Regions from separate parts of the Mus musculus genome. Here regions 1, 2, 3, 4, 5 and 7 are each linked to region 6. Evidence: chromatin contacts called from public HiChIP or PLAC-seq and promoter capture Hi-C data. All regions are on one chromosome and are shown on one strand. Each heading gives the region's core, a stretch centred on a gene start, on an enhancer-like site or on the middle of the called end of the contact. The rest is flanking DNA. Distances are from core to core; before and after follow the strand shown. Region 1 holds the start of Vps45 (vacuolar protein sorting 45). Region 2 holds the start of Bnipl (BCL2/adenovirus E1B 19kD interacting protein like). Region 3 holds the start of Mindy1 (MINDY lysine 48 deubiquitinase 1). Region 4 has its middle 22 kb from the start of Anp32e. Region 5 holds the start of Otud7b (OTU domain containing 7B). Region 6 holds the start of Ensa (endosulfine alpha). Region 7 holds the start of Anp32e (acidic (leucine-rich) nuclear phosphoprotein 32 family, member E).

Region 1 (3,265 bases), core at 457-2,956, 430 kb before region 6:
ATTCCACATTTCTATTAAAAAAAAAGGCTCTTTGATTCTTGCGTTGGTAACCTGTGAATTCTTGTCTCACACTGTCTCCAACACTTGGTATTGTCAGACATTTTAAGCTTGTCAAAGTAGGTATTTTCTTTTTCAAAAAGTCATATCTGTCTGAATACAAATAACTAAAAGGACTCTCTCCACTCATTTCTTACAATTGTAATCTGACAAGGCACCATTTCAAGGACAATCATTGTTCTACTCCTCGTCTCTTGTTCAGTTTGTTTTATTTTTTGAGACAGGGTTTCTCTCTGTAACAGAGCCCTTGCTGTCCTGGAACTCACTCTGTAGACCCCGCTGGCCTCAAACTCAGAGATCTGCCTGTCTCTGCCTCCTGAGTGCTGGGATTAAAGGTGTGTGACACCACTGCTGGCTTGTTCTTTTTAAGATACAGAAAGTTGAAAAAATATGACATACTATATTACAGTCCAGGTAAGGAAATAGAATCCAAGCAACATGGGTGATGGTGATTTTTCAGATACCAGTAACTTGCTAGATTTGTGGGTAAATTTTATTTTCTTTGATGAGTCAGTTTTCTATAATATATGAACTTTTTTGCTGATAAAACAGGATTGTATATAACATTAGATCTCATTTGTGTGTAGTTAATATCCCACTGACTCGTTTAATATAAAGCTTTAAGGCTTCTGTCAAAACATATGCACACCAGTAACTCCAGCACTGCAGACACTGAGGGGTCACGCGTTCAAAGTCAGCCCGTGTTACATTGCAAAGCCTTATTCAAACAAAAAGGAAGAAGAAAGAAAGTCTCAAAACCTGTACTGTGCCCAATGGGAAGTTTTATTTACTGGTTTATTTATTGACTGGAAAACTGAAAAGAACACATTTTCACAATTTTAGAAGTGACAAATACCTGTATTTCAAGTGACTTCTAGTCTTCCTCAAGGGATTTGGAAACTTCGCATAATTTGCATAACCCGATTAAGTTCTTCTATTCTATTTAACCGCATATTTCTTACAGTATGTTGAAAAAACTAGTATTTAGTGGTGCTGTGTTGATTTTAAATTAATTTTTTAAATTAGCATTCTCAATGAGTCTCATAATGGCATTTATACACATGACAATAATATCTCATTCTAATGTGTTTCCTTTTTTTCCTGCCTCCAGCCCCTCTACCCCTAACCCCGCGGTTCCTAAAGCTCCCTGGTCCCCTTCCTCTACTAAATAGTCTGTCTGTTTTGTGCTCCTTGTATTCATTCCCTTGTATTCCAATACTATGTCTATCCGGGTCTCCCTCTCTTAAAATCTCCTTCTCACCTCTGGTGATCCTTTGCAGTTTCACATCTCACACACGTCATTATTTTGGTGTAAATATTTGAAGCACTAATAGCCAATGATTTGTTGCAGTTATTTGTCTTCCTGGTTGTACAGTTCTCTATTGTAAGAAGGTGAGGAACAAAACACCTTGATCCGAAGTGTGATAATAGTGTGTCATCTGTTGAATTTTTTGGAAACTGAAGCTTTAAGATCCAGTTGATTGCTAATTGTTCTTGCTTCTTAGATTAAAAATGTGTTTACCTTTAAATTCTCAAGTTGGTTTTGTTCCGGCCCCAATGAATTAACTGTCCCCGCCCATTGCAGGGGCCCTGGAAACCCGGCGTCCCTGAAAGCCAACCAAATTCAGTACTTTGGGCGCCGCGAGCTCGCAGTCCCAGCGGTCCTGAGTAGGGGGCGGGTGGAAGCTCCGCGCCTTCCTGGGGTCTCTAAGGTCTACAACATCTCTAAATAGCGTTCCCATTGTTTCTTCATTCAACAAACGTGATGAATTTCAGCTCCCCTTCTCTCTTTAGGAAACCCAGTTGAGTCTCATTCTATGACCTACCAAATACAAAATGCCGTCTCTTGATGCTACTTTGTTTGGATACTTTAGAAAACCGGGGCTGCCTCTGTAACCTAGCCTGGGCTATCAGAGAACTTGCTATGCAGTACAGACCTGGGACCCCGCTGCCCCAGCCTGCCCAGTGCTACGATGACGTGCGAGGGCTTCAGAAAAGATGCTCAGCAAACAGTGTCCGAGAGAGCTGTATCCCGCGGTGCGCCAAGCGCTTCCCTACTCAGGACCAGAAGCCAGCACAGCGCGGGTTCGGGGAAACAGGCTGCCTTCCACTCCCTACCGAGAAGCGTCGGGAATGGCACCGTCGCTTAGCTGCTGAGTCTGAGTCCCGGACTCCACGGAGGAACTACAATTCCCAGTATCGGAGCTACCCGGACTCCCGGAAGCCGAGGCTTTGGCGACCGGAAGCAGCTGAGACCCAACAGGCCTGAGGTTAATTCAGCCAGGAAAGTGGGTGGGAAGGGCTGTGGGGCACCTGTCAATTCGCCACCATGAATGTGGTCTTTGCTGTGAAGCAGTATATTTCCAAAATGATAGAGGACAGCGGGCCGGGCATGAAGGTACTTCTCATGGATAAAGAAACGGTGAGTTTGCTTTTGCTCAGTATTTATAAAGGAAGCTCTCCCTTCCTTTAGAATTGCTGGCCCCGTTCCGCTGTAGAACTTAGCATTTCACTGATGACGATGATCAAGTCTGTCTGGCACTGGGAAAGTTGTAGAATGCTTTCCCAGTGGGTGTGCAGTCTAACCAGCTCTAACTGGTGCCAAGAGACTTCTTACACCTGAAAGAGTGTCTGCAAAGAAATTGTTACTGGCGACACAGGGAAGACTTTACTCAACGTTGTTTTTAAAAGTAAATTGTTGGGGTTCAGCTGAAATAACAGGCTATTTGTTGACCACAACTTTAAAAAAGGAATTGTAAAGGAATGGTGAAGATCCTCTTTAGAAGTTTCTGAGTTGTTCATGTTCAGAGAGAGTGGTAGGTTTTCATTCTAACACATTACAGCCTGTTTTGGATATTAGGTAAATATTATTCTGTATATTAGAATTTAAATTACCTACTCAAATATTAGTGGCAAAAGGCTTAACTATTGATGCATGTTTTTACTAGTCCGGACTAGTATAATCTTAGTTCGTTCTTTTGCTTTACAGACTGGTATAGTGAGTATGGTCTACACACAGTCAGAGATTCTTCAGAAGGAAGTATACCTCTTCGAACGAATTGATTCTCAAAATCGAGAGATCATGAAACACCTAAAAGCAATTTGTTTCCTTCGACCCACAAAGGTACTACACACACTGAGCTGCCGTCTCTGTGGGCAAATGCAGAGTACTGATCCGAAAGCGTTAAGAAGGCAAAATAAATTTGTG
Region 2 (3,549 bases), core at 920-3,419, 370 kb after region 6:
CAGCCTGGTCTACAGAGTGAGTTCCAGGACAACCAGGCTACACAGAGAAACCCTGTCTCGAAAACAACAACAACCAATCAAACAAACACACACCTCAGTTGTAGCTGGGCAGTGGTGGTGCACACCTTTAATCCCAGCACTCCGGAGACAGAGGCAGGCAGATCCCTGTAATTTCGAGGCCAGCCTGGCTCACAGAGTGAGTTAGTTGTCTCAGATGGTTTTGTTTCTTTTTTTGAGGCAATCTCTCAAGCTGCCCTAGCTTATCCTGTAGCTGAGGCTAGCCTCTGATGCATAGCAGTCCTCCAGCAGAAGCCTCCCCATGCTGGAATTGCAGATGTGACATACCTGGCTTGTCTTCTCTGTTTTCCTTATGCTAGAAAAGTAGGTCCAAGATGGACTTAAACCAAAATAGTTCCTTAGCTTTGCCTGTGTGTGTGTGTGGTTCTGGGGATGGTACCCAGGGCCTTGTACATGGTGTTCTACCACTGAGTGTTTTTCATCTCTAGCACATTTTTTACTTTATTTTGAGACACAGTTTTTCTGCATAGTCCTGGCTGTCCTGGAACTTGATGTATAGACCAGGCTGACCTTGAACTCAGAGATCTACCTGCCTCTGCCTTCTGAGTGCTGGGATTAAAGGCATTGACCCACCCCCGACCTCCAGCTGTTTTTTGTTTGGGTTTTTTTTTTGTTTGTTTGTTTGTTTTGTTTTGTTTTGTTTTTTTTGAGACAGCATTTCTCTGTATAGCCCTGGTTGTCCTAGAACTCACTCTGTAGACCAGGCTGGCCTCAAATTCAGAAATCCACCTGCCTCTGCTTCCCAAGTGCTGGGATTAAAGGCGTGCGCCACCATGCCCAGCACCCCCAGATATATTTAACTTTCTATTTAAAGACAGGGTCTCACTAAGTTGCCCAGGCTGGCTTTGAACTTGCATTCCTACCTCAGCCTCCTGAGAAGCTGAGATTACAGGCCCTCACCAGGACCTACTTTTAAAAGGTAGGAGCTAGGTCCATGAGATAGTATGGGCAGAGGCAGGCAGGGCTAAGATGACCATCTGAAGTTGATTCTTTGCACCTACATGGTAAAAGGACAGTACCAATTCTCACAAGGTGCCACATACCCACACACTCAAAAATAAAACATAATTTATAAAAATGTTAAGAGCTGGGGAGATGGCTCAGTGGTTAAGAGCACTGGCTGCTCTTCCAGAGGTCCCACTGTTATTTCCCAACACCCACAGGGCTCACAGCTCCTAGTAACTCCAGCCCAGGAAATCTGAAACTTTCTATCCTCCAAGGGCACCAGTCACACACCTGGTGCACAGACAGATATGTAGGCAATACACCTATGCACATTAAATTTTTTTTTAATTGTTTTAAGCTCCAAGTTCTAGAGAGGTGGTGGGTCAGCAGCTAAAACTGTGTTCTCCTCAGTCTTGAAAACGAGTTCAGATCCCAGCACTCGTGTAACAGGATGCCACTTTACAGAAGCCTATACTCCGCCTCCAAGCAGAGCTGACAGGAAGATGGCTGGTGGGCTTCCAGTCTAAGCAGTGCAAGATCCAGGATCCAGCAAAGTGATAGAGGGAAGAACACCCTCCCTGACGTCCTTGCACATGCGTGGGTGCACATACGTACTCATACACACACAATAAATAGTAGTCTAAAAATAAGTAAAACCTAGCTCCCTGTAGGACCTGAGGCAGAAAGGTCATGTGACCATCCATTCCACATCAGACTGTTCTAAAGCTTAAGGCACTTAGAAAAATAGAAGGTTGAGGAGCTGGCTAGGTGCATAAGACACTCATCCAAACAAGAGGACCCAACTTTGAATTTCCAGGACACACAAAGGCTGGGCAAGCCCAGCACTCTCTGGTCAGGGGAATCCCTAGAATTAGTCTGGGGAGCTAAAGCTAGTAGAATCAGTGAGCTCTGGGTTCAATTGAGAGACCCTGCCTCAGCAGATGGAGGAAGATATCCAATGCCAGCTTCAGGCTTCTACAGGAATGCACACATACACACACACACACACACACACACACCTCCCCTCACTCCTTAGCGGGCAAAACAAAGGGCTCCCAGGTTATAAAGAATCTGGAATGGAGACCAGAGCTCTCACTCACTCTTCACCTGAAAGCCCGCCCCCACACAAGAGGCTGGGCTTTGGGGCAAACCTGCTCCTTGGGAGGGGAGGTGGCAAAACCTGTTTGAAGATGAGGTTACCTCCCTTCCACACCTCCTGCCTCCTTAGAGCAAAAGCAGCAGCTGACACAGGAAAGTAAAGAGTTTGGGGGCTGGGGCCACAGCCTCCTATCCTCCTCAAGTCCCACAGGACACAGGACGACCTGGGAAGATGGGGACCAGGCAAGAAACAGGAAGAGAGACGTTAGAAGGAGGGTAAGTGAGACCTTGGCCTGACTGGAGCCAGAGAGGGCGTTCCCTGCCAGCCAGGCCTTCCTGGCTTCCTCAAAGAAGAACATGGGGAGAAGTTAGCAGAGAAGGGACCGAGTGGTTTTGGGACAGGAAACGAATACAGTATGGAACCAACTCCACAGTTTAAAGAAAAGTTTCTATCTTATGTGTAATAGATCCATTCTCCCTCCCCCTCCCCCTCTCTCCTATAACTCCCATCCTCTACAATAGCCATTAGGAAACCTGGCCCAGAACCAAATGTACACCCTGGTTCTGCTTCCCAGTGAGTATCTCCTTTTTTCCCTCCATCCTTGTACCTGTCCCATAGTTTCCAAGCACAGCAGGGGAAAGGCTGGGCTGACGAGGTGCCATCTGCTACTGCTTTTCCCAGGGTTAACTGGGCAGGTCTGTCTGGGTTCCAGCCAGTCGGGATATGGGACGCCTTTCACTCCTACACTGTAGGTGAAGCCACTACCATCAAGTGGATTAGCTTGCTAGGCCATCCCCTCTGCTAAGCTGAGCAGCAGATGAGCTGCTCTGTCAAGTGGGAAGGGAAAACGCCTGTACACATAGACGGGGCCTCCTTGCCATGTTCTTCACACCAGTGGCTTCCACCTGATGTCTGGCTCCCTTAGGATACTGTCTAGGTTGATTCATGGTCTTTTCTTCTGGGCCACTGACTCTCAGGGCTAAGGAGAAGGCAGGAGCCTCAGAACCAGGAGCAACCATGAAACTTGGAGAGCTGGAGCTAAGAGAGGAGTGGCAAGATGAAGAGTTTCCTAGGTGAGGCTGAGAGCTGCTCGCCCCCAGGTTTGAGTCTCGGAGACCACGTGGTGCCTCTCTGTCATCCTTTGCTCCAGTCCCAGGGGATCTGACACCTTCTTCTGAGCTCCAAGAGCACCAGGCACATGTGTGGTGCACAGATCAACATGTAGACAAAATGCACCCACAGACCTAAAACCAAACAAATTTATGGGAAATTAGGGCAAGAAAAGAAAGAAGCATGGTGGAGAGGGAAGGATGACAAGGCAGCTGGCTGGGGTCTGTGTTTAAAGCCCTGTTCATTCCCTCCCCTCTAGATTGCTTCCTGAGGAACCTGGCTCACCTGGAGACCCTGAAGACCCTCAGAGAGGCTCA
Region 3 (3,279 bases), core at 312-2,811, 340 kb after region 6:
AGACTTAGAGTAGCAAAGATTACCTGGAGGCCTTCCACCCCTCTTTCTCCACATCTCTTTCCCTCCCATGGCACTTAGAGTCAACCTTGAAACAGAGGCCATGTCTGGGAAATATTAAAAAGCCTAAAGACAAGCACAGCTCATTTTCTGCCCAAGGCTAGAAATGATCAATAATTAAGTGGGGGTTGGGAAAGCTAGTCGACCAAAGAGAGGAGCTACAAGAACCATGGGAGGGAGTGGGGGCTCAGTGAATGAGGACAGCTCCAGTGTCAGGGCAGGAAGAGCAACAGGGCTGCACCCTGCAAGGCCAGAGGAAAGCATGAGGGGAGGGGGACCCAAACAAACAGGGGTTATGGCCCTGTCCCTCCTCTTCTTTCCTCAGTCCAAATCTACACCTCCTCTTCCTGGAATTACCTATGGTGACCCACAGGGAGTCAAATCTCTGGTCCTTTCCTAGTCAGCAGCAGATACTATTCACAGAGTGGGAAAAGCATATGAAATAGGTATATCCTTAAAGACTTCACCCACCCTCAGGACTCTTCTCCCTACGTCTTTAACTGGTATTACCCAATCTTTCCAACCAAATGCAATTCTTCATGCCAACATGCTTTGAGATTCCTCTAGAATACAGCAAGCCCTGTAATTCTGGCTCTCTAGGAGAGGGAGAGAGAGGGTTTGGGTTTATAAGGGGGAAATTGAAGACCGCATCTCTTTTACTGCTCCATCTCTTACTGCTCCGGGTGCCTGGGATCCTGTAAGCGACCCAGACTTAAGAGACCACAGATGGGACATCAGGTGTCAACTTCGCCCAGAGAGGGTAGGGAGAGCTGCGAGACGAGGTGAAGATAGTTTGAAAACAAAAGTTTTTACCTCAAAGAGGTAGATGAGGTTCCGGCACTGGGAGAGGACTCAACTCTGGCGGTTCTACGCGGGAGGTGGGGACATCGTTGAGGGGCGCCGACTGCGCCAGCCGCCTCCCAGCTGTCAGCCCCAGAGCTTACACGGCTTGACACGGGTTTACTCTCGCGGCGTCCAGCCTGGGTCGCTGCCACTTCCGGACACACGCCCAATACGGGGGACGCTGGAGCAGGGTCGGGGCCGAGGACAAGCAAGGCACAGCGCAGGCGGTCCCGCCTGGCTTCCCAGAGTCTTCAGGATTCCCGAGTCACCGAGCCTCCGGCGTGCGCTCCAGGCCGTGCCTACAAACTGGCTTTCAAAGGAAGTTTGTGGTTTTTCTTTTTCTTCTCTCTGTCCCTCTTTTCCCCCTGTCCGGACAAAGACAAATTAGCCAAGGACGCGGTCCCTAGAGGAGGAGGAGGAGGAGGGGCCTGCTCAGCTACCGAGGATTTCCATCAGGGCTGTCTGAGCCGGTCAGCAGCCCGGTGAGCCGCAGAAAGGAAGAGAGAAAAACAACAGACCCTTTCTCTTCCCTCCGCCTGCCGCTGGAAGGGACGGAGCGCGTGTGCCTCTCTGGTGAGAACCGGGAAAAGCAAGCGGCCTGGCAGAGCCCGGAGGAGCAGGGCGGGACAGCGGCTGTTGATTAGACCTCCCTGGATGCCCGCCGCAGCCCTCTGCTCTGGAGCCAAGAAAGCAGGGCGGAAGGGCGTTGTGTTTGCATATGTACTCGTTCAATAAGAAAGAAAATTCCCACTCCTGGTTTTCTGGAGCCCCTGAGCTCTTTCCCAAGGCTTCCCTTCTTCCCCGTATGCTTTTTTTGAAAGGCTAGGAATGAAACTGGTTCAGCTGTGTACCTGGTCGGGGGCGAGGAAGACGCTCTTCTGCCTCTTCTCACCTCCCCGAGAAGCAGGACGATCTGGGGATAGATTAAAAAATGAGGGAACATGTTATGATGAAGGGACATTTTCCCCCCAAGTAGTCTGCCCTGGGACACGCAAGTGGCAGTTAAGGGATGTTGGAACCCAGCCTTAGGTTCTGAAGGCTCCTCTAAACTCTATTGATGTGACGGCCAAAGGATAAGGCTTCAAGCAACTCGGAAAGCCGAGAGAACTGTTGCAACAGAGACCCAGGAAGCAAAGTCACGGTTGCAACAGCCCATGAATGAGGAGTATTTGCTCAGGCTGTAGAAGAAAGGCTATGAAGAAGGAGGAAGAGTTGGCACGACAGTAGGTTTTAAGAAAACAAGTCAAACATTATGGTAATGTTTTCCTATCGTGAACAAACACATTGATCACGATTTGTCAGTTTGGTAAAGGGGAGAATTTAAAAAAAAGAAAGAAAAAACACCTAACCAGGGAAGCTATTTTAATAAATAATATGTACAGCAATGTTGTAATTTAAAGTCCTAACCAAACCAGGCCTGTGAATCCAGTATTCAGGAAACTGAGGAGAAAGATTACAAATTCCAGACAGGTTGGGCTAGATAGAAAGAATTTGTATTTTAAAAAAAATTGAGAGATTAATTTACATCAATCTCGAACAGATTTTCGGTGTAATATATGGAAAGGTACTATACTTAGTCCTATCTGCAAGTTCAGATGCCATAAAGGCGAGTTATTGTGACACATACACAATTTGCATGTCATAGCCCTCCGAAAACTGCTCACTTGAGGACAAACACGAGCTGCTGGACTACATTTCCCAGGAGGCACCGCGATATACCATACTCCTCCTTGACGTCCCATGAGTCTTTGGGCTCAGAACCCAGCCTCTGCCGCTGGGGGGCGGGGCAACGCCGGACTCCCGGAGTGCCGGATTACGCACTTCCTCCTGGGGTTCGGAGGCCGAACCCTTTAGTGGCGGGTTCGAGTCCCGCCCCCTGACTCTCGGCTCTAGACCCTAGGTCTAGGGCGGGGTACATTCTGCCGGGTTACCTCTCCTGGCTGAGGGGCAACGGCACACCTCGGGCTTTACCATGGAGGACTACCTGCAGGACTGTCGAGCCGCTTTGCAGGTAACGGGTCCCAGTCCGTGACCGAAAGGAATGCAGCGTGGGGTCTGGGAAGGACGAAGGTGTGGGATCTGGGGAGCCCGGACGGTCGGTGTGGAGGGATCACAGAGATGGACGCGGGGGAGCTAGAGGACCAAGCCCTTCGGCCATAGGCGGGAGAGCCCGGAGAAAGGAGTCTCTTGGTTTGCTTGAGTCGGGTCCTTCGGCAGAACCTGTGCGGCGGCCGCCAGCCTCGCCCGGCGAGGTGTGTCTCTCCCTTCTCCCCGCCCCTCTCAGTTTCCCTCCCGCAAGCGGGCTTCAGCCCACTGGGTCCAGGTGAACCTCTGGGAGTGGAGGGCACTGGGTGCACCGCTTTATTGCCTCTGAATGGC
Region 4 (3,485 bases), core at 332-2,831, 330 kb before region 6:
CCCTGTAAACTGGCAGGCACCACAGATCATCTCCTTTATCCACCAATAGTGAGGTGTTAGTCAATAGAAAAGAGACATTTAAAAACTTGCAGCAATGGTGCACACCTTTATCTCAGCACCTGGGGAGGCAAGTGGCTATCCCAGTTCCAGGCCAGCCTGGTCTACAGATTGAATTCCAGAACAGCCAAGGATACAGAGATACAATGTCACAAAGTGGGCAAAAATCCAAGTGTTTTACCACCTCTCCTTCTTCAAATAGCAGGGACCAAACCACTAGCTTTGTGCTACACTCTGCTCCATCCTTGTCTGTTTGAGGATAGGACTGGCTATGTGGCCTAGGATGGCCTGCAGTCCAAGACCTTTTCCATGTTTCTCAGACCTCCAAAGAAACTTCTACTGTACAAAACAAACTGATGCAAACATTCTAAAGTGGTTCGTTGGTTCTAATAAAAAGGATTTAAGGATGATTTTACTTTGATACTTTTGACAAACTACCTTCAGCTGTGATTGACTAAAAGACGGAAAAATAAGTCCTAACTCTCTCTGTAATGGACCTTTACAAAGTCTCTCTGTTGGAATCACTCGTTCGGTAAAGAAAGAGCCTTCGTGTTTTTTGTTTGTTTGTTTTTTCGAAGCAGGATTTCTCTGTCCTGGAACTTACTTTGTAGACCAGGCTGGCCTCGAACTCAGAAAATCGCCTACCTCTGCCTCCCAAGTGCTGGGATTAAAGGCGTGCGCCACCAAGCCCTGCTGTCTTCCTGTTTTATGTGTAGTCTCGGAGTCGGTTTTCTTCAGTGCTTTCTCCCAGCACCTGCTCAACTTGACTGATGTAGTTTTAAGTTTTATCAATTAGCAGCAGTTCCAGGAGTAGGGAAAGGGGATGGATAGATAGGAGGGTTAGCTCCTGAGGACAAGGTCAGTGAAAAATGTGTACAAACAAGCTGGACAGTGGTGGCGCACGCCTTTAATCCCAGCACTCAGGAGGCAGAGGCAGGCGGATTTCTGAGTTCGAGGCTAGCCTGGTCTACAGCGTGAGTTCCAGCACTGGCTGCTCTTACAGAGGACCAATCCCCAGAGGCTCCCAAGCATCTGATACCTCCGAGGGCACCAGGCACACGAGTGATACACACACACACACACACACACACAAGACATTCATACACATAAAATCTAAATTAAAACAAACAAACAAACAAAAAAACTAGCCCTCACCGGGCAGTGGTGGCGCACGCCTTTAATCCTAGCACTTGGGAGGCAGAGGCAGGCGGATTTCTGAGTTCGAGGCCAGCCTGGTCTACAGAGTGAGTTTCAGGACAGCCAGGGCTACACAGAGAAACCCTGTCTCGAAAAAAAACCAAAAACAACAAAACAAAACTAGCCCTCATTTCTTTAGAAGACACATAACGTTGCTGTTTCCGATTACTGGCTAACCAGGGTTGGGCGATAGTCTTCAACATCAGGCTTTAGAATGATGCAACACTGAAATTGGGAATCATTAGGCAAACGTTGCGAGACCCGAAGGACAATGAACAGCGTAGAGGATCCCTGAGGTCCGTGATGCGGAAACTCCAGAGCCGTGCTTCCGGCGCGACTGCGCATGCACGGGAGCTCTGACAAGGGATGGGGCGGGGGTTGGGGGGGTGGTGGAGTGAGGCCGAGCCTCGTGACCAGAGCTGCGGCCCAGTGGAGTTTAGAAAGGCGTCCTTGTGATGGGATTCGGTCAGGTCGAGTCTGTCCCTTAGCCCCTGGGGCAACCGTGTCTCACTCCCAGGAGCCCAGGCCTGGCAGGTGCATCCGACGTAGTCGATCTGACGTCACATCCGCCTTCGCTAGCTCCGGAACGAGTGCTCGATTTGCAGTTCTGTCCTAAGTCCTGTTCTTGGCGGACCCCAGCAGGGCGCTCTGCTGTAGTAGCAGCAATTAGAAAACGGAAAATAAAGATTGGAAGCTCGGGATATGCCCAGGGACTGCGGCAGAGGACTGACTTCCAAAAGCATTTAGATAAATGGCATGACCTGTTCAAGCCTATCAAGACCCGATACGTGGCAGCACGCTGGCTCGACCCGGGGATCGCGGTGGGAAACGCGACCTTAGAAGAGTCTCCTTAAAAGTTGGCGTCTAGCGCAGCACCTCCTGCGAACTGCAGCCCGGGAACCCCATATTCCGATATATACAGCTTTATTACAAAATAAAATCTGTAAAATCTTATAGATGACTGTGAACATCCACTTCTGTATTTGCCAGGCACTGGCATAGCCTCATACAGCTATACCAGGGTCCCTTCAGCAAAATCTTGCTGGCATATGCAATAGTGCCTGGGTTTGGTGGCTGATTATGGGATGGATCCCCTGGTGGGGTAGTCTCTGGATAGTCCATCCTTTCATCTTAGCTCCAAACTTTGTCTCTGTAACTCCTTTCATGGGTATTTTGTTCCCTACTCTAAGGAAGAGTGAAGTATCCACCCATTGGTCTTCCCTCTTCTTGATTTTCTTGTGTTTTGCAAATTGTATCTTGGGTGTCCTATGTTTCTGGGCTAATATCCACTTATCAGTGAGTGCCCCCAATAGAGAAGCTAGAGAAAGCACCCAAGGAGCTGAAGGGGTCTGCAACAATAGGTGGAACAACAATATGAACTAACCAGTATCCCCAGAGCTCGTGTCTCTAGCTGCATATGTAGCAGAAGATGGCTTAGTCGGCCAACACTGGGAAGAGAGGCCCCTTGGTATTGCAAACTTTATATGCCCCAGTACAGGGGAATGTCAGGGCCAAGAATTGGAAGTGGGTGGGTAGGGAAGCAGGGCGGGGTGAGGGTATAGGGAACTTTCGGGATAGCATTTGAAATGTATATAAAGAAAATATCTAATAAAAAATCTGTAAAATCACTTGGAATTCGAATTTTTTAAAATTCTCATTGTTAATCTTATCCAGAAAAATAATCTAATCTACAAATAATTCTCAGAGCTGCAAAGATGGATTTAACTCAATATTCTCAGAAAAGGGGGGGGGGGGTTGGTGGGATAGTGGCTTGCCCGCAGGTGGGACGGTGTCCATTGGCTCCTCGGCCATGTAATACCAGCACTCTGGTAAAGCAAAACTGTTTGAGGTTAGCCTAGGCTAGACTAAGATCCTACCTCACAAAACGTTTGTTGTTGTTGTTGTTTTTTGTTTTGTTTTGTTTTGTTTTTTCAAGACAGGGCTTCTCTGTGTAGCCCTGGCTGTCCTGGAACTCACTTTGTAGACCAGGCTGGCCTCGGACTCAGAAATCTGCCTGCCTCTGCCTCCCCAGTGCTGGGATTAAAGGGGTGTGCCACCACGCCCCCCCCCAAAAAAAAACTTTTAAAGCAGTTTCATTTACAGGTCTTTATTCATTCTAATAATCCTGACAGCTCTCTGCATGGGCGTGGTGCTTCCAAAAGTAGCTAAGCGTGTGCCCTAATATAAAATCCCAACCTTATTAACATTGAGGGTTGTTTTTGCTTAAAACA
Region 5 (3,661 bases), core at 262-2,761, 480 kb before region 6:
CTCAGGAACAGAATCTCATTGACTAAGAAACACATTTCCTAAATGTCTTTTTAGATATGCAACATAGAAAAAAATAAAAAATAGAAATTAGCTACTCCTTTGGAGTCTTCTTACCACCACTTCTCCTTATTTTTCTTATCCACCTGACAGGTTTTGAGACACAAAGGGATCCAGCATCCTAAAAGACCTAAGTATATTGTAGGAAAAGCCAAAGACCCACAAATTACCAGCTTCTAAATAAAACACCCTATGTAGTATTCACAAAAAGATAAAGAAAGCCAAAGTCAAAGCGGGTTAGCGATTGGCTTTGCAGTCATGAAAATTCCCTAAGGGGAAAAAAAAATTTGGGGGAGGGGGAATAACCTCTTAGATCAAATCTCACCAGTTCGCTTCTCTCAACTTCCCCATTTTTACATGTGTCTTGTGCCCAGAAAAGACACCTATGTTAGACTGACACTCTATCACCAGAGAAGAGAGACAGACTCTGAGGGCTGGTCCTTGTGAGCCGACAGGCTAAAAATACGCCGGCCCAGTAAACAAATCCCATTCCATCTCAACAGGAGCCACACCGTTAACCTAGTAATTATGAGAAGAGTGCGATCACACAGCCCCCAGCTTACTCATCATCAGCTTCTAAAGTTTCCATCAGCGCACAGAAACTTTTTTTTTCTGAAGTCCATAAGCCTGCCCTAGAATTTCTACACCTACACTCACCACAGTCTCTCTCTCCTCTCTCCTCTCTCCCCTCTCCCTCTCTCTCTCCTCCCTCCCTACCCCCCTTCCTCCATTACTGGACGCACCTCAGTTTGGCTATCGTTAAGAACAAACTTGGCTTTTCTTTTTTACTTTTATAGTGACTTTAAAAGAACTTTATCCTACTTGGGGGGGGGGGGCTGCATCTAGACCACCCTAAAACTCCGCCATCCGTCTCCCAAAGTCTAGCTGACAAGAGGGGACTATCCAAACTGCCCAGCACAGCTGGGGAAGGGACAGGAACCGCCGGCCAGGGCTGAGAGCGCAGGACGCAGGTGAAAGATTGGCGTGAAGGAGGAAGGTGGGGACCAAGCAGAGAGCGGGTGCTCAGGGGGAGATGGCTTCAGGTGAAGTCTCGTCAGAGAGAGTGAGCAGTGGAGCTCGACGACGCAGAGTTGGGGCGCTGGAGAGGCGGGAGGAGCGGGGAGGAGATGGGGAGGGTGTCAGGGCTGGGGTCTCCGTTACCCTCGCGACTCTCGGGGCAAGGCTCTAGGCCGGGGCGGAGCGCGGGGCCCGGCCGCCTCGCCTCATTCCTCGGCAGTGACCCCGGGGTCCAAGCGGCCCCTCCCCCGACGACGATGGAGGCGGAGGCGGACACTGCGACCGCGGCTGTTGCTCTCCACAGGAGATAGAGCTGGAGCCAAGCCGGGACTGACCGGAGCTGGCCTCTTCCCAATGGCTTTCCGCCGGCTCCTCCACACCGGGTCGCCACTCCGACTCCAGCGGCTGGTTCAGGATCGGTGGCTTTCGGCCGTCCGGCCGGAAACAAGCGCCCGTTTCCGGCCGGAGCGGGTTGGCGGTGACACCCTAGCCGCCCCCGGGCCTCCTCCCGCCCGGCGCGGCCGGCCCCGCCCCGTCCCGCCCCGCCCCTCCCCGCAGCAGCCCCGCCCTCGGGACCGCTTTGGGGCTGTGGCCGGTTTGGCGCTTGCCCGGCGCGTGACCCCGCGCGTTTTTGGCTCGCGTCCCCGAGCCCCCGGGCGGAGGCACTTTTGAGCGGGAGCTGGGAGCTCGGCATGGACTGTTAAGACTTTGGGGTCGCATCAGTTGGCGCCAGCCCTAAGGGAAGAAATGGAGACTGGCGGAGTAGCTTTCGAAAGGTGAGAAGGATAAAAATACTTGAGAAGGTTGAAATTCTAGTTACTCCACGCAATCCTGGACCAACCAGACTGAATTGAACATCGCTTCTTACAAACCAGCCCCACCCAGCTATGCATTCCCCTTGTTCCTTCACTCTTGACGTGAACGTACCCTTTGCTATATTCACTTGCATAACAATACTCCCTTAGTAACATCCCTGCCACAGTCAGTTTTTTAGTTAATGTTGTAAAAACACATTGTCAATGTGTTTTTACAACATTACAGCATAACTCAATGCCTTTACTTATTGAAGCCCTACTGTTGTAAAAGCACTGTATTCTGGAAGACTGGAAATAGAAAACGCAACAAGACATAAATCCCAAGCATCAGCAATCTAACAATTTAGTATTAATAGAATTCACTGAAATATTTTATATAAAGCAAAACAAACATATATGTCACGGAGGTTACAATGAGCTGTGCCTAGGAGCACACAAACAAGCCATCTCAGCCTTTCATGTTTGTAAAGGAATATGGACTGCTTCCAGAAGAACTACTTTATTGAAAACACAAAAATGGGCCCAGCTTATGCTATACTCTAACCAAATGAATCCTAAAATTTAACTCAGATCTCTAGAATCCACACATTCAAGGCAGTGTTTATTATCAAAATTATGTTCACTGGGTTTATGTAAAAGCATAATGCAGTTGGCTCTTCATTTTCCTCAGTATTCGCTGAGAATTTTGGTTTCTAATGGGGAAGGATAGAGCACAGAATTATCCAGACTAGGAACTGACACCTGAAACAGGAAACCCACTGGAAAAATACCCTTAAGTTTAGAGTTGAAAGTTTAGGGCTGAACCTAAGGCCACGTATACATGTCTCAGCCAAGCAAAGTAGCTGGTGCCTTTGGAAGATACCACAACTTACAATGCAACTTAGCAAGCCAGAGCTTAGAAGATCCAGGGAGTACCGATTGCAACTACTATTTTGTGACAAATTTGAGAAGAGGGTAGGATTTGGTCTCACTGAATTCCGTAGATCATACTAGCCCCTGCTGGCTAAGTCTGATGTGGGAAGGCAGAACTCTGCAAAACTGAGAGCTGCTTTCACACTCATCGATTAACTATGTTTAACACACTTTCACACACTCCTTAGGACCAGGTATGGAGCTCAAAGGCTCTCTCCACCTTAAGTACAAGGCAGAGGGGTTGGTTTTGTTGTTGTTGTTGTTTTGTTTTTGTTTTTGTTTTTGTTTTTGTTTTTGTTTTGTGGCAATGACCACAAAAAGTGGTCCAGATTAAAAAGTTGAGCCAAGTTGCTGGTCAAAGCCATTTAAGCGATCGCACATTGTAGGCCTGCCTGGAAATTTAGGGATCAGGAAGTGATGGGGTTGCCATTGCTCTGTGCCTGTTTCTTACTCCGACCATCCATCAGGCATTGTTGTTTGTGTAATTGCTCAATGGGCTACTTGTCTTGGCCAGCTCTGTCTGTGTGGGTAGCAGTGTGGTCAGCTGGGCTGGAAGCCAGGCCACCTGGGTTCTGGTCCCAGCTCAGCCAGTCCCTAATCCATTAAGTGACTCCCTTCCCATTCCTATGCTGTCCGTTTCTTTGCCTATCTAGGAGCGGCTTCTCTTTCAGTGTGCAGACACTGTCACAGTGTCCGATGCTCCGAAAGCTACCATCTGATAGTAAATAGTCACAGCAGCCTGAGTACAGCGGAGTCTCCCCCCCCCCACCCCCAACCAGGTAGAATAGTATGGAAAAATCATCAAAGAAAACCCCAGCAGTGTGCACAAGGCCACGCCCCTTATCCTCCACAAGGCCACG
Region 6 (3,672 bases), core at 654-3,153:
TCCCATACCCCTTTCTGGAGTCTCTTCATGAGGAAGTCGGAGCCTCCAGGCTTTTGTCCTAGGCTTGGATATTTGGCCTTTAGCTTTGCCTCCTCAGCTTTCTCAGGGAGAATCCCTTCTTTCTCCTGTGTATCCTGAAGAAAACACGCCAAGTGAAATTAATGGCTGAAAAACAATGACTTCTAATATCTGATAACCTTTGTATTATCAAATTTTCTTAGAGGTCTACCTGTTTGTAATTATGCTATCTACACTCTGTTCTGTTGAGTGTGTGTATTATTTAAGGATTTATTTATTTTATGTGCATGTATTCTGCAGACTCGTATGGCTATGGCTGTGTACCACATGGATGCCCAGTGCCCTGAGTTCAGTCTGGGCCCGGTTTCCTAGACTGAACTGTACATGGTTGTGAGCTACCATGGGCTGGGAACTAAACCCAGGTGCTCTGCAATGAGTGTTCCTAACCAATCTTTCCTGCTCCTCTACTCTTAAAAGCTAGACCTTTGTTCAAATGCCTAAGCTCAAGATAACTGTATCAAGCAAAGAAAAACAAGTTAGTTCTTATATTACACTCAAGGAATCACCCGTGACCTGTGAACACTAGGTTAAAGGTAGTATCTCAACATGATACTTGAACCATAGAGCAAGCCAGAGCTCACTCAGGAAAGATAAAAAAGGAACTACTAGAGTTCCTGGCTGTCCTACAGGTCAGGGGAGCTTTTGTCTGCTGAGAGGCTCCCTCCTCATTCACACTCTAAGAAGCAATATGGTCTCACTGTGGAGGACGCTAGGCATGTGGCTTATTCTAAAGATATTTACCAGAGTAATATACTTGAAAACAGAAATCAACATGCCATTAGTTTTTCTTGTTGTTTTTATTTTTATATTTTCTGAGAGAGGGGTTCTTGGTGTATATTAGGTTGGTCTTGAACTCAGAACTCAAGAGATCTGCCTGCCTCTGCCTTCCAAGTGCTGGGATTAAAGGCGTGCGCCACCATCTCCTGGCTAGTGTATTTTCACTTGACAAACAGGGTCAGAGATAACACTAAGTGTATTTAATGAGTCCCTGAGCTCAGTGTTAAGTAACTCAAATATGGTGTCGAAGAAGGGGTTTGGCACTAGTGTTTTCATAATGCGATGGTGGGTGGACCACATCCCACTGCGGAGAAATTCGAGCGGATCTATAAGTCACTGACGGTGAACAACAAACCATCCCTACCAAACAGGTCTAAGGAAGTTGCCACCTGAACTTACCCCATGGTAATAATTACTCTTTTCCCCTCCCCCAATGCTGGTTCATTTTAAATGTCTTCACTTTGACCTCTATCTTGCTGTGGATGAAGGATGAGCTCCAGTCTGGTATTTATCTTTACTAATCAAACATCTCATTTACAGCTCTGGACCACCATCCAGCCCCCTTTCATTCGCCTCATCTTTCCAAACACCCGCCCACGCCAGAGCTCGCCCAATTATAGAACGGCTTCCATGAACTGAATAGAGGCCTACTGGCCAATAAGAAAGGGGAGCCCACAGATTGACAATCGGCTTGACTAATCGACATCAGGGCACTAGGCCGCGCCGAAATGCAGCCTGCGCGACATTAGTAGTGGCCAACCCCTGTACAGCCTGAGGCAGAGGCGGCCAATCAGCGGCAGCGGGGGCGTATTCCGCCCGCGCGGCCACCCCCGGTCCCCCCTTCTCCTCACCTGCTTCTCCTCGCCGGTCTCCTCCGCAGGGTTTTCTTCTTCTTGTTTCTGGGACATGGCAGAACCGGGACTGTGTAATGCAGGGCCCGGGAAGTCAGCCGGAAAAGGGAAGGGGGAGGGGAAACGGGGACAACCTGAGCTGCTGCTCCGGCTCCTGTCACTATGGTTGCTCAGTCAAAATGGCGGCTCAAGCCCGTGACGTTGAGACCGCCCCCTCCTATGAGAGCCAATGAGAGTGGGCTTGACGGGGCAATGATGTAACGACACACCAATAAGCGTTGGCCGGAGGTGGGCGGATTCTTTAGAGCGACAGGCAAGCTAGAACACCAACCGGGAAAGAGAGTGAGCCACAGAACCAATTAAAAGCCTGCATGGACCTTAGGGGCAGGACAGCAAGCTTTGGTATTTTTGCTTCTTGGGTGGGCTGAAGCTGTGTTCAGTTTATTAGCCAGATCCTGGGCAAGTCGCTGAATGTTGCATCCGAGCCGGGTTAACATAGAAATCCTTTATTCTCTGGTGCAAAGGCTCAAGCCTTGAGCGGTGTTAGAACAAGTTACCCACGACCAAAAATTAAAATTGGAAGACAAACTGATATTCAGCAGTTTTCCAGGACTCAGTGCTAGCTTGTAGGAGACTTGAGTTTTCTTGTAAGGTTTTCATTCACACTTTAGTCCTTATGTAGGCAATTATAACTGTTAATGATGTATTTATAAAAACATAAAGGGAGATATGTTCTATGGAGTTGTGGTGAGTGTTGTGATTATAGAAATATAGAGAAGTATAAGGTTATGTTCTATGGGGGTGTGGTGAGGTATGGGGTAAGGGGGTGCCTCAGGCCCATGCCAAGGCATCCCTGCCCCCTGAGGGACCAGCCACATGACGGTATAGTATAGAATAGAGTTTATTCAGGGTATAGGGAGGGGAGTTAAGAGAGAGGGTAGTAGTGAACCGGGCATGGTGGAATCCCAGCACCCAGGAGGCAGAGGCAGGCGGATTTCTGAGTTCGAGGCCAGCCTGGTCTACAGAGTGAGTTCCAGGACAGCCAGGGTTATACAGAGAAACCCTGTCTCGAAAACAAACAAACAAACAAACAAACAAACAAACCAGAGAGAGAGAGAGAGAGAGAGAGAGAGAGAGAGAGAGAGAGAGAGAGAAGGTAGTAGAGGCAGAGAAAGGCAGAGAGAGGGAGAAAGTAGCCCATGGCCACATGGAGAGAAAGGAGAAGGGAATGGGGAGAGAGGGGGAAGAGGGGGAACTAAAGGGTAAGAGGCAAAAGTAAGAGAGAGAGGAGGGGGCAAGCAGCCCCTTTTATAGTGGGCCAGGCCTACCAGGCTGTTGCTAGGTAACTGTGGGGGGTGGAGTCCAGACAGAATACCAACAGTGAGGTATGGGAGAAGGGGGTACCTCAGCAGGCCCATGCTAAGGCATCCCTGCCCCCTGAGGGACCAGCCACAGGACTATAGAATAGAGTATATTCAGGGCATGGGGAGGGGAGTCAAGAGAGAGGGTAGTAGAGGTAGAGAAAGGCAGAGAGAGTAGAGAATTATAAAAGTAGAGGCAGCCGTGAGCACGTGGGAAAGGGGGGAAAGGAATGGGGAAGGACAAGGAGACAGAGGGAAGAGCAAGAGACCAAGAGGGCAAGAGACCTAGAGGGGCAAACAGCACCTTTTATAGTGGGTCAGGCCTTCCTGGCTGTTGCCAGGTAACTGTGGGGTGGAGCTTAGACAGGATGCTAACAGTTAAGGGTCACTCTGTGGAGACATAATTTCTTGAGTTTAAGATGGTAGTTCTAGGCACATGGTAAACATTTAACACATATTAAATACCAGCTAATGTAAACAAAGCCATAGTTCAATAATAGTTCTTAACCTGTGTGATGGTTCCTGTCTATAATACTCCCACAAAGGACGCTGAAACAGTATCTCGAGTGTGAAGCAAACCAAGACTACACAGTGCAACCCTGTCT
Region 7 (3,719 bases), core at 798-3,297, 300 kb before region 6:
GCTGTCCTGGAACTCACTCTGTAGACCAGGCTGGCCTTGAACCCAGAAATCCACCTGCCTCTGCCTCTCGAGTGCTGGGATTAAAGGCATGCGCCACCACCGTCTGGCTGTTCGTTTTTGAGACAGCTGTAGTCAAACTCAAAACTGGCCTCAAACTCAAAAAGATCTGCCTGCCTCTGCCTTGAATTAAATGCCTACCACGCCAAGCAATTCTTAAGCCTTTGGATTCTGGTCTTAACCAGAGACTTCTTAGAGCTCAGCAAGAGTTTTGTAGACCTAGTGTCAGAATCCCAGCTCTTCAACTTTACTCCTATTTGCTAATTTGGATTCTAGAACAATACAACCCAGCTTACATTTTCCCAAGGAGAAAGTAAATAAATGGGAGTGCCTTATAAACTATCTATATAAACTTAACTGTTACCACACCACACCAAAGGAAAGAGACTGCAAAAAGGCATGTCAAGCAATCCTCCAAATTGAAGGTGAAAGGATGGGGCGGAGGGGACGACCCATTTTTGCTCCACAAGACTTCTGAGAAACTGCTTGTTTTGATTTGCTTTGCCTTGTTTGACAGAGTCCCACTTGCAACCAGCGTCCTACCTCGGCCTCCCTCCCAAGGGCTGGGAATTTCTTGATATGAGAAGTACAGATTTACAGATATACAGAATTACAGATATCACTCACCACGTCCTGCTGACAGCTTTCAACTTTTGAGTTTTTCTAGAATCTTCTAAGAAGCTCTAGAAAACTTCCATTGCTCCCAGAGATAACCCTCACAGCAACAATGTTTCCACCACCTCTCTCTCGCCTCCAGTCACCAAAACCCGCAAAGGAACCACGAAAATCAGCAGGGCTCAGGGACCGTTGGCTCTGCATGATAACTGTGGAGGCCCGGCAGATGCCCGCCTTTGAGCGGGCGTCAAGGGACCACGGCGGCGCGGACCCCTTGTCCCTCGATTTCACGCCGCGGCCGCGAATCAGCGAGCCTGGTCCCCGCCCGCCGCGGCCAATCTCCAGACCCGCGGACCTGGCGTAAACCGCTAGGGAATCCGACGGCGGGGAGTCGGGGCGACGCCTCCCGGGCCCCCTTCAAGACTCGGGACTCTTCCCTACGACCGCACTGAGCGCAGCGAGGCTCGCACAAGCCTCCAGCTTGCGTAAAAGTCCGCGCGCCACGCGGATCGCGGCCCGCGCCGTCGGGTCCCGGGATTCCGCTGCGGCCCCGGCCGCGGCGCGTGCTGCCCGCGAGCGGGCACGGTCGGAGGGAGCGTGGGGCACAGATCGGCGCGAGTCCCACACCCGGGGCCGCGGCCGGCCGAGTGGCGGCGCCGCGGGAAAGTTACACCAACTTCGCAGGTGGCGAGGACCCGGGGGTCGCGCCCACGCCGCCCGCGCCCGCGATGCCGGGCCACCAGTCTGCGAGGACGCCATGGGGCTGAGCCCCCGCGCGCTCACGAAAATGCCCCTAGAAACTTAAGCCCTTCGCCATTTTAAGCACAAGAGCCTGGTGATTTAAAACTTAAAATAAACACCCCGCCTCCACCCCAAGTGGGGGCGCGCTTCCCAGCCCGCCCTGCGCACCCACCCGGACCCCCGAAGCCCACCCCTCACGATCCAGGGCGGGAGGGGACTATGGGGGCTGAGTCATCTCACCTCCTCCGGGGCTCTGTTCTTCAACTCCATGTTAATCTTCTTCTTCATCTCCATGTCCTCCTCCTTTCCCCTCGCCTGCCCTCCCCACTATCCCCAACCCTAAAAAAACCTCTAAAGGTCTGGAGATGAATGAAAAGAGACGCAAAGACGAACGCCCACTACCACACGGGTGTGGGAGAGAAAGAAAAGAATAGCAAATGGAGTCCGACGACTTGGGACTAACTCGGCTGCCCCCACCTCCGAGTCCACACACCCGCGCGCGCACACTCGGGCACGCACACACTTTCACACAGAGAGAGTGAGGGAGAGAGACACGCGCGCGCCCGCAGTTCCTTCCCCTTCAATGGCTGCTGCGAGACTGAGCCTCCATGACACGGCACCGCCAACCCCCCCTAGCCTACACTCCACCCACCTCCCAACGGGATTGGTCGAGTCCTTAGCGTCACACGACTCCATTGGGCTAGAGGGTTGTCCATTTGTCTTTAGGGGGGACCTGGACCAGAAACTCAGTGTCTATTGGCTCTGACTAGGCGCGCAGTTAATTCCGATAGGTTCGGGAGGATGTACGTCCCGGAGAAATGATTTTGAATCCCAGTCGCCCCCCTCCTTTTCTTTGTGTGATTGGCGCGCTTTCCCCTTGGTAGTAGGACGGTTTGGGTGTCTGTTGGGTTTGTTTTTGTTTGTTTGGGGTTTTTCTGGCTTCAGGGTTAAAAGGAAGGGAAAAGGCGTCGTTGGCATCCCCAAGTTGTAAGTGGGTCATGCAACACACTGCACCCAGAGCTTTCGGTGGTCTTAAAGCACAAGCCTTCTGCTCTGCGGCTAAAGTGTAAGCAGGGGCGCGAGCGCGAACAGCGTGTTGGTGACACCTCCCCGTCCCGAACTGCTTGTAGAACCAGAGCGTGATAAAGAAGGTATTTTAACTTCCAACATAAAGGGGGGAACGGCTCTGAAAGCAGAGTTGAGTTTAGCACGTTGAGTCAGAAGCCTTTAAATAAAACTGTCCAGGAGGAGTTGATACTGAGGTCATTTGTCACTGCTAAAAAGTTGGAATATTAGAGCCAGCCGCGGTGGCACACGCCTTTAATCCCAGCACTGGAAGGCAGAGTCAGGCAGATCTCTGAATTCGAGGCCAACCTGGTCTACAGAGCGAGTTCCAGGATTACACAGAAAGGGGGGTGGGGTGGGGAGAGACTGTTTCCAAAAGACAGAAAAACAAACAAACAAAATTGACACCTTAGAGGAAAAATAACACAGGCCTAAAGAAACACAATTATCAGAAACTGTCCAGCAAGGCCTCTCCTTTCCTACAGGAATCTACTTAAAATGTTCTTTTAAGTGTGAGGGGATGGAGAGGCAATGACCTCTAGCAGAGGTTCCACCCTGGTTCGATTTCTAGCACCCATATAGTGGCTCATAATCACCCATAACTACAATGCCAGGAAATTCAGAGGCATCCTCCGGACTCCACAGGCCACAGGCACAGATGCATTGTGTGTGCGTACGTGCAGGCAAAACACACGGATATGCAAAAACAAAATAAGTAAATTAAAAACAAAACCAAAACTTTTTTTTTCTGTTTAATGTTCCTGAAAGATCCAACATTCCTTTAATCATAGCCCTCAGAAGGGAGAGAGGGGCAGATCCACAGTCATCTACTAAGTAAATCCAAGGCCAGCCTCTGTCACAAAATAACAATAACAACAGAAACTATGTAATTATTTCTTTTAGATTCCTTTTTCTCTGCTTCTTAGTTGCCATGTGTTGCAATTCCTTCTGTGATAAACTATACCAAGATCTGTGAACTAAAACAAATCCTTTCTCCCTTCAAAATATTATTTTTATCTTTTTTTTGGTGGGAGATGAAAAGTACAAAACAGGGTATCTTCATGTAGCCCTGGCTGTCCTAGAACTCAGTCTGTAGACCAGGCTGGCCTCGAACTCAGATCCCTTTGCCTCCTGAGTGCTGAGATCAAAGGCTTGTGCCACAGGGCTAGAGAGGTGGTATAGTGGTTGAGTTATGCTGCGCGTACTTGTTCATTCAGAAGACGCCAGCGGTGCTTCACAAC

What was found. Promoter capture Hi-C pulls out the DNA fragments that hold promoters and counts their contacts. HiChIP or PLAC-seq counts read pairs in DNA pulled down with a chosen protein or histone mark.
Region 1: a contact with region 6 is called in a promoter capture Hi-C map of liver, with 2.9 times the contacts expected there. The contact joins the promoter of Vps45 here to the promoter of Ensa in region 6. A contact is called at or near these places in 6 of 39 promoter capture datasets (cranial neural crest, hippocampal neurons, liver and 2 more) and 1 of 484 Hi-C or Micro-C datasets (embryonic stem cells).
Region 2: a promoter capture Hi-C map of the C10 cell line shows a contact between it and region 6. The contact joins the promoter of Bnipl here to the promoter of Ensa in region 6. A contact is called at or near these places in 2 of 39 promoter capture datasets (the C10 cell line and liver).
Region 3: a promoter capture Hi-C map of erythroid cells shows a contact between it and region 6, with 2.2 times the contacts expected there. The contact joins the promoter of Mindy1 here to the promoter of Ensa in region 6. A contact is called at or near these places in 3 of 39 promoter capture datasets (erythroid cells, hippocampal neurons and macrophages), 2 of 484 Hi-C or Micro-C datasets (both in embryonic stem cells), 2 of 115 datasets of contacts at active chromatin or transcription factors (fetal liver and pancreatic cancer cells) and 1 of 9 other capture datasets (liver).
Region 4: a contact with region 6 is called in an H3K27ac HiChIP or PLAC-seq map of embryonic stem cells, with 4 times the contacts expected there. The contact joins the enhancer-like site here to the promoter of Ensa in region 6. A contact is called at or near these places in 2 of 39 promoter capture datasets (cranial neural crest and pre-B cells), 2 of 115 datasets of contacts at active chromatin or transcription factors (embryonic stem cells and extraembryonic endoderm stem cells) and 1 of 9 other capture datasets (adipose tissue).
Region 5: a contact with region 6 is called in a promoter capture Hi-C map of pre-B cells, with 4 times the contacts expected there. The contact joins the promoter of Otud7b here to the promoter of Ensa in region 6. A contact is called at or near these places in 2 of 39 promoter capture datasets (cranial neural crest and pre-B cells).
Region 7: a contact with region 6 is called in a promoter capture Hi-C map of erythroid cells, with 15 times the contacts expected there. The contact joins the promoter of Anp32e here to the promoter of Ensa in region 6. A contact is called at or near these places in 5 of 39 promoter capture datasets (the 3T3-L1 cell line, cranial neural crest, erythroid cells and 1 more) and 1 of 9 other capture datasets (liver).

What each region holds. Positions count from the first base shown.
Region 1 is chr3:96,056,896-96,060,160 of GRCm38.p6, reverse strand. Vps45 (vacuolar protein sorting 45) reads left to right here and starts at 1,706. Exons shown (of 15, transcript NM_013841.3): 1 at 1,706-2,479; 2 at 3,047-3,181. The coding sequence starts at 2,387.
Region 2 is chr3:95,249,813-95,253,361 of GRCm38.p6, reverse strand. Bnipl (BCL2/adenovirus E1B 19kD interacting protein like) reads left to right here and starts at 2,169. Exons shown (of 10, transcript NM_134253.2): 1 at 2,169-2,397; 2 at 3,100-3,195; 3 at 3,492-3,549. The coding sequence starts at 2,354.
Region 3 is chr3:95,281,217-95,284,495 of GRCm38.p6, reverse strand. Mindy1 (MINDY lysine 48 deubiquitinase 1) reads right to left here and starts at 1,561. Exons shown (of 10, transcript NM_199475.1): 1 at 871-1,561. Prune1 (prune exopolyphosphatase) reads left to right here and starts at 2,420. Exons shown (of 8, transcript NM_173347.2): 1 at 2,420-2,911. The coding sequence starts at 2,873.
Region 4 is chr3:95,949,402-95,952,886 of GRCm38.p6, reverse strand. No RefSeq gene overlaps it. Among named protein-coding and RNA genes, the nearest start is that of Anp32e, 22 kb to the right of the region's middle. Within about 2 kb of position 1,581, at least 443 of the 459 cell types and tissues checked have an H3K27ac peak or open chromatin away from gene starts, as enhancers often do. A contact at or near this core is called in adipose tissue, embryonic stem cells, extraembryonic endoderm stem cells and 1 more, where this site is marked.
Region 5 is chr3:96,102,377-96,106,037 of GRCm38.p6, reverse strand. Otud7b (OTU domain containing 7B) reads right to left here and starts at 1,511. Exons shown (of 12, transcript NM_001025614.1): 1 at 1,219-1,511. It overlaps Gm30044 (a long non-coding RNA gene), which reads left to right and starts at 1,682. Exons shown (of 2, transcript XR_375856.2): 1 at 1,682-1,850.
Region 6 is chr3:95,623,211-95,626,882 of GRCm38.p6, reverse strand. Ensa (endosulfine alpha) reads right to left here and starts at 1,903. Exons shown (of 4, transcript NM_019561.2): 1 at 1,707-1,903; 2 at 9-134. The coding sequence starts at 1,763.
Region 7 is chr3:95,927,585-95,931,303 of GRCm38.p6, reverse strand. Anp32e (acidic (leucine-rich) nuclear phosphoprotein 32 family, member E) reads right to left here and starts at 2,047. Exons shown (of 7, transcript NM_023210.4): 1 at 1,654-2,047. The coding sequence starts at 1,707. It overlaps Gm46815 (a long non-coding RNA gene), which reads left to right and starts at 2,279. Exons shown (of 3, transcript XR_001783926.1): 1 at 2,279-2,564.